Regions from separate parts of the Mus musculus genome. Here region 1 is linked to region 2. Evidence: chromatin contacts called from public promoter capture Hi-C data. All regions are on one chromosome and are shown on one strand. The core of a region is the stretch at or near the end of the contact, and the rest is flanking DNA. Distances in the headings are between cores, read along the strand shown. Region 1 holds the start of Ttc14 (tetratricopeptide repeat domain 14). Region 2 holds the start of Eif5a2 (eukaryotic translation initiation factor 5A2).

Region 1 (5,502 bases), core at 1,554-4,053, 5.0 Mb before region 2:
CATTAATTTGAAAATTTTAATTAGTATGTTGAAGTTGATCACCTCGAATTATGTCACCAGTTTGATAATATGATAAAGGATCTCCATGGTTACTGTGAGAAGGCACATCTCTTAAGGGACAAAGAGCCTGCAAGGAGAAGTATTTGAAAACACCACACATTTGACTCTGGCAAGAACAGTATCTCGTATCTTAGTTATTCATTATGAATGGTAATACTGCACATTAACAATGATAAGTCTAAGTCTAACACTATTTCCTTTTTAAGAATCCATAATTATACATATTTACAGGGTACAATTATATAGTGTTTACAGGGTAGCAAATCAATACACATATACCATTATCCTATTGGTATAATTAGTAATAGACAGATACCATTTCTTTGGGTTTAGTCTTCAGATTCTTTTCTGGTCATAGACTAGCCACCCTCCTGTGCTCCAGAACACCTCATCCTAATCCAGCTGCAGTTACCTACTTTCCTTCAGTCCTCTCCCCCTTTTCTGACTCTGGCCACTCTAGTCTACTGTCTTTTTCAGTATTCACAATGTGAACATGTGATATCTGTCTTTCTGTGTTTGCCTTATTTCATCAGAGACAGGGTCTTTCAGGCCATCCAGCATACTTTCATTCTTTTTGATGGCTTTAAACAACTGTTAACAGACATGTCAGTGACTTAAATTTAAGAATTTTTTTTTGTTACATTTTGTGTCCAACCACAATAAAACTTGTTTTTTAGCTTTAAGAACCAAGATACAGTGGTGGCACACTCCTTTAATCCCAGCACTCGGGAGGCAGAGGCAGGCGGATTTCTGAGTTCCAGGACAGCCAGGGCTACACAGAGAAACCCTGTCTCAAAAAACCAAAACCAAACAAACAAACAAAACCCCAAAAAACCAAAACCAAACCAACAACAACAACAACAAAAAAAACCCAAAAACCAAGACACAAAAGCTATTAGCATTTTAAATGAGGTGTGCACCCTCCTGTTGTATATGTCTTCTCTTCACATGGTGAGACAGAGAGCCGACATGAACAGTGTTGGGGTGAAGCACTCCAAACGGAGGCAAGCACGTTATTACAGCGAGAGAGAGAGAGAGAATGTTATATGTTTAATATGATAGGAAGGACTTGCTAGATTACTTACATACGAACATCTAATGTGCAATTATTAAGCATATGTTTAACCACAAGATATCTGTTCAGAATACCAATGAACATCATCACAACCACTAATCTCTATGATGTCAAAAAGGAGACTGACCTGCAAACAGAGTTCTCCAAACCTTGAAACACCCACAATGGAGGAAACGTAACACTCTAGTACTTGTTTTTTTTTGATAGGGATTCACTATAGAGATCAGGCTGGCCTTGAACCCACCTCTGTTCAGCCCACCTCTGCCTCCTGAGAACTAGGGTTAAAGGCATGTACTGTCAATGTCCAGCTCTCTAAGGCTTTTGGTAAGAACAACTACTGTTTTTTTTTTTTTTTTTCAGCTTATCTTTAACCCTCCCCCCCCAATATCCTACCAGGTAAATGTAAACAGACTTGGATAAGCACATAATTTTTGCATGGGATGAGTGTAGAGTGACTTACTGTGATTTCTAAGTGCGAAATATCTCTCACGATGCCACTTCCTAAACAGATCAACACCATGAAAAAACCAAACTCCCGAATAGAGCTAATTCTTCCAATCACTATATCACCACGTTCAATATCTCGGAAGAAGAGCTCTCTCCGGTCCATGCTTGGCATCTCCATGAACTGCTCTAAGGGTGGCATGACCGCATAAAGATCTGGAATAAAATAAAACCAAATCACCACGATCATTCTGACTTCCTTCTCCTTTGATAAAATGCTTTAAACTAACCAGTAAATCTTGAAAAGCTTCTCAGACTAAACTTACTGTCATTGTCGTCATGCACTTCAGAGGGTGGAGATGCGTCTGATTTCCAAGACAGTGCAAAAAGCAGATCCGCTTTTTTAGAGATGAATTTTTGTATTTCAATGTTGTCAACTCTCTTCTCTTTCCTTAAAAGAAAGGTGACTATATACATGTACATATATATATATATATATATATATATATATATATATATTTTTTTTTTTTTTTTTCACTGATCCACGCTCTCATACATCCAAACTCGTGTACGGCAGTTTTCATCACCCAACCCTGCTTAGTGTCTCCAGGGGAAGTTTTATTTATTTTAGCTTTTCAGTATGCATTTATTTAGTGCTGTGATGTGGCGTCCATGTGCCACCGTGTGCAACTGGGGGATCATAGGACAAGGCTGGGATTGGTTCTCGCCTACCCTTGCGAAGCCTGGGAATCGGTCAGGTCAGGCCGCTCGATGGAAAGTGACTTTACCCACTGAGTTCCGGAAGAAGTTTTAAGCCCGTTCTCTCTGGAAACGGGAGCAGGGAAGCTTTGGCGGCGGCTCGGAAGGCGCATCCCGGCCATTCAGCCCGGAGCCAGTGCCTGGTCACACACCCCGGGGCTCGGTCCCTCCTGTCCGCCCCGCGCCCCGGCCCGGGTCACGGCCCCGATACCTGCCGGCTCCCGGAGGAGGCGCCGCGCCGCGGGCTGGCTCGGCCGCCGTGCCCAGCAGGCTCCGGAAGTGCGGGTTGTCCTGCTGTTCACTCCGCAGCAGCGACAGCAGGGCCGGGCCGTGGCAGCCCAGCGACTGCCGCAGCAAGTCGCGGTCCATGGCGAGCCCGCCAGGCTCCGGCGTCCGAGCCCGCGCTCCCGCAAGCCGAGGGAAGCTGCCCGGACGCGCTAACCTCCCGGAAGCGCTCGCGGCGGCGAGCTGCCTCAGTCTCGCGAGACCTGGCGGGACTACGGGAACCCGCAGGAAGCGCGAAGCGGGTCTGGCGCCGAGGGCGGAGTAAGGCTGGAGGTGTGACGTGTGGGGACGCCTGAGCTTAGCACGTACGTCGGGCTGTGTGGTTCCTAGGTCGCCAAGGCCAGAGCTCCGGTCTCTTTTTCACCGGGTGCTGCCGAGTTCAGCGGTGCAAGGGTGGCTGGGCGGCCGCGGAGGAAGTTTCCTCAGTCCTGTCTGCCCGGGGCGGCGCCCGCGTCCCCTCAGGATTGCCTCAAGGTGGCGGTCGCAGGAAAGCTGCCTGCTAGACCGACGTGGGGCAGACAGACAAGGACCTACAGTTGACTTGGCGGCGGCTGGAGGCGTGTCCACCTTGTTTCTCGCTGCCTTTTAGAGGGATGTGGCTGTCACCAGCCCGGAGAGCTTTAAAGCGCAGCGCGCATGCTCTGTTCTGGCGTGGCTTTGTAGGAGTTTTAGGATAAGCTGCCTACTACTAGGGTGATATCTGTGGGCTGCCTGGTACACACTGGTACCGAGTGCTTTAGGTGGCTTACTTAAAACTGGCCAGCGTTTGCTGGCTACACTTCAGTGCTAGCTCTACACCGAGTGTAACCCATAACCCCACACAACTTTGTTCTACACCTGGGCACCACACCCATACCATCAGGGCTTTTGTTTGTTTGTTTGTTTTTTGTTTGTTTTTTTGTTTGTTTTGTTTGTTTGTTTGTTTTCCAGTTACAGGGGTTTCGAATTCATTTTCTTTCGTGACAAATACGTGATTTTTGAAAGGGACAGGACACTGGATAGTTGACCAGACCAGAGGGGGTACAATGGAAAGTGAGGGAGTTGGTTAGTGCTTGGGTTTTCAGCATGCTAGCCAAGGATTCTCTCTACCACTGAGCTACAACCCCACCTACATTTTTTTTAACTTAAAAACTCTCCAAGAAACTTTAAAGAAATATGAATAGTTTAATGAACTGTTGGGAGGGGGTGGTACAGGGTACGAAAATGGTGAAGGAAATGAAGAAAGCAGAATATTCCAAACAGATTTTCACTGCTTGGTTTCTAACCCTACTTTTACTGTGATTTCAAATTTCATCTTAAAAGTAAACACATAAGCCGGGCGTGGTGGTGCACGCCTTTAATCCCAGCACTTGGGAGGCAGAGGCAGGTGGATTTCTGAGTTCCAGGCCAGCCTGGTCTACAGAGTGAGTTCCAGGATAGCCAGGGCTACACGGAGAAACCCTGTCTCGAAAAACCAACCAACCAACCAAACAAACAAACAAAAACCAAAAAACAAACAAAAAATAGTAAACACATATGTATATCCTGTAACAAACACTAGACTCTAAAGATGAAAATACGCCCTGGCTCGGAGTGACTCTGTTTGTTTGTGGAAGACAGATAAGAATAAAGGCATAAAGCTATAACACTGAAGGTTAATGTGGCTACCTAAGGTGTGGCCTCAGATCTTTTTTTTTTCTAAATTAGGTATTTTCCTCATTTACATTTCCAATGCTATCCCAAAAGTCCCTCATACCCTCCCCCCCCACTCCCCTCCCCCCCACTCCCCCTTTTTGGCTCTGGCGTTCCCTTGTACTGGGGCATATAAAGTTTGCAAGTCCAATGGGCCTCTCTTTCCAGTGATGGCCAACTAGGCCATCTTTTGATACATATGCAGCTAGAGTCAAGAGCTCCGGGGTACTGGTTAGTTCATATTGTTGTTCCACCTATAGGGTTGCAGATCCCTTTAGCTCCTTGGCTACTTTCTCTAGCTCCTCCATTGGGGGCCCTGTGATCCATCCAATAGCTGACTGAGATCATCCCTTCTGTGTTTGCTAGGCCCCAGCATAGTCTCACAAGAGACAGCTATATCAGGGTCCTTTTAGCAAAATCTTGCTAGTGTATGCAATGGTGTCAGCATTTGGAGGCTGATTATGGGATGGATCCCCGAATAGGGCAGTCTCTAGATGGTCCATCCTTTCTTCTCAGCTCCAAACTTTGTCTCTGTAACTCCTTCCATGGGTGTTTTGTTCCCAATTTTAAGAAGGGGCAAAGTATCCACACTTTGGTCTTCGTTCTTCTTGAGTTTCATGTGTTTAGCAAATTGTATCTTATATCTTGGGTATTCTAAGTTTCTGGGCTAATATCCACTTATCTTTGAGTACATATCATGTGAGTTCTTTTGTGATTGGGTTACCTCACTCAGGATGATGCCCTCGAGGTCCAACCATTTGCCTAGGAATTTCATAAATTCATTCTTTTTAATAGCCGAGTAGTACTCCATTATAACAAAAAACCTAGGATAGCAAAAACTCTTCTCAAGGATAAAAGAACCTCTGGTGGAATCACCATGCCTGACCTAAAGCTTTACTACAGAGCAATTGTGATAAAAACTGCATGGTACTGGTATAGTGACAGAAAAGTAGACCAATGGAATAGAATTGAAGACCCAGAAATGAACCCACACACCTATGGTCACTTGATCTTCCACAAGGGAGCTAAAACCATCCAATGGAAAAAAGACAGCATTTTCAACAAATGGTGCTGGCACAACTGGTGGTTATCATGTAGAAGAATGCGAATTGATCCATTCCTATCTCCTTGTATTAAGGTCAAATCTAAGTGGATCAAGGAGCTCCACATAAAACCAGAGACACTGAAACTTATAGAGGAGAAAGTGG
Region 2 (5,397 bases), core at 1,912-4,411:
CTCACAATCCACTTTGGCTGGCTGCCAAACTGGCATTCAAAATACTGAATTCAGCAGATGCAAAGGAACTGCACACAGCCAGATAATAACAGAAGCAAGGATTTAACAAAGGCACATGGATAGAAGGCTAAAGACCGCCAGAGCATAATAAATAAACTAGAAAGCTCACAGAACTAAGTTTCTAAATGAGTGACCAGAAATAAATATTTGATGGCAGTTTTATAACAGGGCAGCGGAGTCTTTCCAATGTCCAAGGTGCCCACTGAGCCTCAGAACAAACCTGCGAGAGGTTTGATTTCACAGAATTCCCAGTTTTATGAAGTAAAAGTGATCAAATAACTTGCCAACCGAGGCCATACCATAGAAGTCCCAATGCAGAGACCCAGACCCATCGGCCTGACTGACACCATCCTTGGCTATCTACTCTGCCATGTGGCCTTCTAGGGCCAGGACTGGGGACTAAGCAAGGCACCCTCTTGTGCACAAGGAAGCATCCAAACACCTCAACCACAGAACACTTCCAGAAAAATTTAACATTGAGAATGCAAAACTCACGTGACAAAACAAAACTCAGAGATGGAGGCAGGAAGACAATGACTACCTCTCCTTTTGCCCGAGCCTAACATGGGACTTGGCGTTGTTATCAGAATGTGCTTTGCTTTCACACAGGAGTTGAGGAGTAGGCTGGGACCTTAGTAAAAACCCAAATTAAATCCAAACCAAGTTAGTCCCCTGAGGTTAAATTTTAAGCTTCAATCAATGGCTCCTTAATTTGGTAATATTATTATCTGAACTGCTGGTGTAGACTGCTGAAGCATCCAACAAGTAGAAGCGTGGAATAAAAACTACTGATTATAACGAGTACTGAGAATTCAAAGAGCTCACAAAGCAGGACAAGAAAAGAAACCCATTTGGGCCAATGTATGTATATTCTATACTTAGCCGTAATCTGCTCTGTTAACCTCACACTCCACTACACTGAATTCAGGTGTATTTGTTTAACTAGTGTTGACTGAGTACCTACTATGCACAACATCTACAGCCAATGAACTAAGAAGAATGAAAATAGGATTCTGATATAGGAAATGTGAAGCAAAACAATAGTACTTGCTGTTATGCACAGCTACTTATGGGCGCACACTCTCTCATTCAACCCACATGTCCCCCTGGTTTGTTCGGAAAGGCAGAGGTTTAGAGAAGACACACACTTTGTAAAAGACCATCTAGCTAGAAAGTACCAGAACCAGATTCAAACCTGGATTTGATCTCCAACACAGGATAGCCAGGCACAAAGATGCAACCTACAATCTCAGCATTCACAGGCAGAGGCCCGAGTGTCCGAGACTGAAGATCATCCTTGAATAGTGAGTTCAAGGCCAGCCTGAGACCTATGATCTCCTACTTCACAACAGAAAAAGGCACAGAATATTAACAACAACAACAACAGAACTAAACAAAGCACTATTTCTCTAATCTGTAAGATAAGTGGAGTCTAGTAACTGGTAAGGAATATACTCTATAAAACTACTCTCAAGTCTTGTCAAACTACTACTAAAGAGGGTGTTTATACACTTCTGAAATGCTGTTAAAGAAATCAGTACTTACTTGATAATCGTTTCTCTTAATATTTGGAACATCCATGTTGTGAGTAGAAGGACAAATGTCTTCATATTTTTTGCCAGTGAAAATGTCAATTCCAACAAGGTGTACCTGACAGAGGAGAGAACCACAGGAAACATGTTTAATCTCTGTCAGCTATGTCACTCCCTACACAGCAGCACAATCCCAGCTCTGACTGTAATGGAGCCTTTCACCTCTTCCAAGGTCATCTTACTTTCTTTAAAAAAAGTTGCAGTGACACAGAACGAGATTCAGTAAGTACCCAAAACCCGAACAGTTTCATGGCATCAAAACTCAACACACCACACACGTCAGCAAGTCAATTAACAAGAGTCCACAGAAAGTGAAAACCAAGTCTCTTAGAATTAGAAGAACAGGCTTGTTTCTACTAAACACGGATTTAAAAAAGTTTTAGTTTCCAGTTAATGAAACATTCTAAGGGTCCGATTAAATGGAGAGCTTTACTGAGAGTAATGTCTGACCATTCAAGAGACTGAGGGGAAGGAAAAAAAGTTATTTTTCAATATAGAAACCTCACGATGTAGAATGGAACACGAATGATCTTAACGGTGAAGCCAAAAAATGACTTGGAAGGGCCTACCTTGGCATGACCATGCTTCCCAGTCTTGGAAGTTGACATCTCCACGATTTTGCATGGTCGCCCTTTGAGCACGACGAAGCCGTTTTTGCGCAGGGCTGAGCACTGCATAGGATAAGTGCTGGAAGCCCCTGCATCTCCAGTAGTGAAATCAATTTCGTCTGCCATGGTGGACTGGGGAGATGTGCGGTTTTTCTGAGGGAACTATGCGAAAAGTTTGTTTGCGTTTTAATAACCGGCATGCAGGCGGGGTTATGTCTCATTTTGAAGACAGGTAGCCGAGCATCACTAGCCCGTTATGTTTGCATTTATAGAACACCCACTCTGAGTGGAGTATACTTTGCCATTCAGGCCTCTGAAAACTTTTCCAGCCCTTGGTGGGAGGTGGGGAAAGGAGCCGCAGAAGAGCTCGCCGGAGAGTGAAGGCGACACCAGCGCCCAGCCGGCAGGTCCAGTCCCCACCACCCCACCGCAAGAAGTGCCCACGACCTTCCTGCGCCGGGATGCGGGGCCCGGCGCCTCCCTCCGTCCCATCCCCGCTGCCAAGGTATCAGCCAGGCCGCAGGTTCGGGGAAGACTGGGACAGGAGCACCCGGCCGGTTGCACCTGGCCCTCAGTGCGCCTAGGACCCGCAGCGGCGCCGCCCTGGCATCCCGGTTCGGCCCAGCGGTAAAGGGCCCTAGCTCCGGCGGTCCCGCGCTTGCCGCCCTCCAGTTCCCAAGCATCTCGGCTCCTCCCCTCGCCCGGACCCCAGCATCACCGGCTGCATCCCCCGCCGCCCCGCCGACCCGGCCCCAGGTCTTCACCTTCCGGCCCCGCACCGCACGCCTTTGCTGCGTCCGCCGGTCCCTGCGGCTGCGGCGGCGCTGGCGGCCGCGGCTGGTCCAGGAGACGGGGCGGGGCCGCCACGCTTCCCACACCCGGCTCCCCGCCCCGGCCCGCCCAGCCCGGGCCCGCCCCGCCGCGACCACACTTCCGGGATAGGCCCCGGCGCGCCACAGGCCCCGCCTCCAGGTCGCCCATTGGCTCGAAGCTTCCCGAGGTCCCGCCCCGTCACGTGAAGCTCGCCCTGGCAACCCCACGTGCTGCGGATTAGTGCACTTCCGGCGTGCAGAGCTGCCTGCAGTCGACTGTTTGAAGCTTCGCAGTGTTCCCGGGCGAGATGCATCCTCATCTTCAGTTCGGCGCCCAGTTGACCTTGGGGACGACTATTAGGACCAGGTAGCTTGCTCTGGGCCCTAGCACGCAGGTGCGTGGATGCTGTCACTTAATGGTCTTCAAACTCTCAAGTCCTGCTGATTTTGCAAGAGTCCCGAGTGTTGGTGGAGTGGAACTTTGATTCAAGCTTCTGGTACAGCTTGCAGCCCTCCTTGGGGCTGGAATCCGTGCTTGGAGCTCGAAGAGTGCTAGGTGTGGTATGCTATTTCATGATTCTGCATTGTAGATCCTCAGAGGACTCCAGACACTATGACGAGGTGCTGGTGAAGTCAGCAGTGTTCTCAGGGGCGGGAAATCCCATGTACCCGAGACTCTACGGTGACCTTTGATCTTCCTGGCATCGGTGTGCCCTAGAGTTTGAGGTTTTGTTTTTGTTTTTGTTGTTAAATGATTAAAGACAAAGATTCTCGAGAAGTGTGCTTTCCTTTCACAGTTTTATCATAGCTTCATCTCTCACCTTGGAAAGAATCAAGGTAATTAACTGACCACCCCACAACCCAGTTCATGTTGTTCAGTGATTTGGTATTGCTGTCCTATAAACAAATCTAGTCTCATAGTCACTTACACGTATATGCAGAACACATTTCATTTGTGTTGTCTAGAAGCAATAAGCACATGGCTTCCATAAAGTAAACTCTGCCTCTTGTTACAGAAAGAGCCGAATTAGGACCCCTGGCTTCTGAGTTCCCTCTGCTTTTCCCTATTGTTGTTGTTACTATTGCTCCTGCTAATACTTAAGTAAGAATTACATAGTGTACTGTTTCATCTCTATTATTAAATCTTGACTACTAAAGTTTTTGTTTAAACTAAGGTTAATGTTAGAATATATATGAAATAAGATTTAAGAGGCTTGAAAAAGGAAATCAGATGTACGATCACCTCCATTGTCAGGATATAGTAGAATATTATCACGTTCCAAAATTTTCTGTGCCTTTTGGTCATCAGCCCTCTTTTTCACCCCTACCTTACACCCAGCCAGACCTTCCCAACTATTAACAGTTACTCTTTTACTCCTCATTTTGAATTATGGGGAAAGGCTGGGCAGGACAATAAGGCAGGGTATAAGAGCCACTCATAATCAAAGTTGAAATCACTTCTTTGTCTATCACCATATTCATGTAAGATTTGTATGTGGACCCAAATGACTATTTAATTCGACAAATACAGTGACTTTTCCCGAGGTCTCTAGAACACTGAAGTGGCAAATTCTCAGCCCTTGATTCTGGGAGAGTTACAGTATTAGGTTCCTTGTAGGTTCCGGAGGCCACATTTTCATGGTGAACAAGTGATTGGTATGTTTAGTTCTACAAGAGGCACGTTATTTCACATGTATTTTTTTAACTTTGGGCGTGTGGCTAAAAGCACTAAGCCTGAAGGTATTTGATGTACCCACTTGTCTTCTCTATTTGGCACAACAGAACCTTGTGCATAGGAACACCAAAGAACATTTCAGCATGGGGTTTGGGAGGTCGGGGTGTGGGGGGGGAGTGCATTTTAAGCAGGGTAATCACCAACAGAAGGCATAACATGCAAATCAGAAAGCAGAGCTCTGAAAAACATAGCAAATAGACCGGAAAGAACATGTACGTGCAGTTTGATGTTTGAAACCATGTTTGACCTCAGCTCAGCTCTCTGCACGTGCACAGCGGATGGATGCAGAAAGCATGCTGTTCTGGATGGTTTCTCTTGTATCTTTATGCAAACCCACAAACGTAGAATCCAGAAATAGTGAGGGTTGAGCGTCTTATTTATTTATTTATTTATTTATTTATTTATATAATTTATTGACTATTTATTTGAGCATTCTTACTTCTGGAATTTCCAGCCAGCCCCTTGTCCATAGGCTGCTTGACATCCGTCAGTCTAGTAATTTCCAAGAATAACTAGGACAGACATAACTACAGGACTGACAAAAGGAGCCCCTCCTGTACAGCCTGGGTGTTGGTGAAGGGGGAATCCAA

What was found. Promoter capture Hi-C pulls out the DNA fragments that hold promoters and counts their contacts.
Region 1: a promoter capture Hi-C map of pre-B cells shows a contact between it and region 2, with 5 times the contacts expected there. The contact joins the promoter of Ttc14 here to the promoter of Eif5a2 in region 2. A contact is called at or near these places in 1 of 39 promoter capture datasets (pre-B cells) and 1 of 484 Hi-C or Micro-C datasets (pre-B cells).

Annotation. Positions count from the first base shown.
Region 1 is chr3:33,797,484-33,802,985 of GRCm38.p6, reverse strand. It overlaps Ttc14 (tetratricopeptide repeat domain 14), which reads right to left and starts at 2,803. Exons shown (of 12, transcript NM_027619.4): 1 at 2,550-2,803; 2 at 1,906-2,030; 3 at 1,596-1,795; 4 at 43-127. The coding sequence starts at 2,707.
Region 2 is chr3:28,779,041-28,784,437 of GRCm38.p6, reverse strand. It overlaps Eif5a2 (eukaryotic translation initiation factor 5A2), which reads right to left and starts at 3,161. Exons shown (of 5, transcript NM_177586.6): 1 at 3,025-3,161; 2 at 2,222-2,422; 3 at 1,606-1,710. The coding sequence starts at 2,386. It overlaps 1700112D23Rik (RIKEN cDNA 1700112D23 gene), which reads left to right and starts at 3,316. Exons shown (of 3, transcript NR_166152.1): 1 at 3,316-3,467.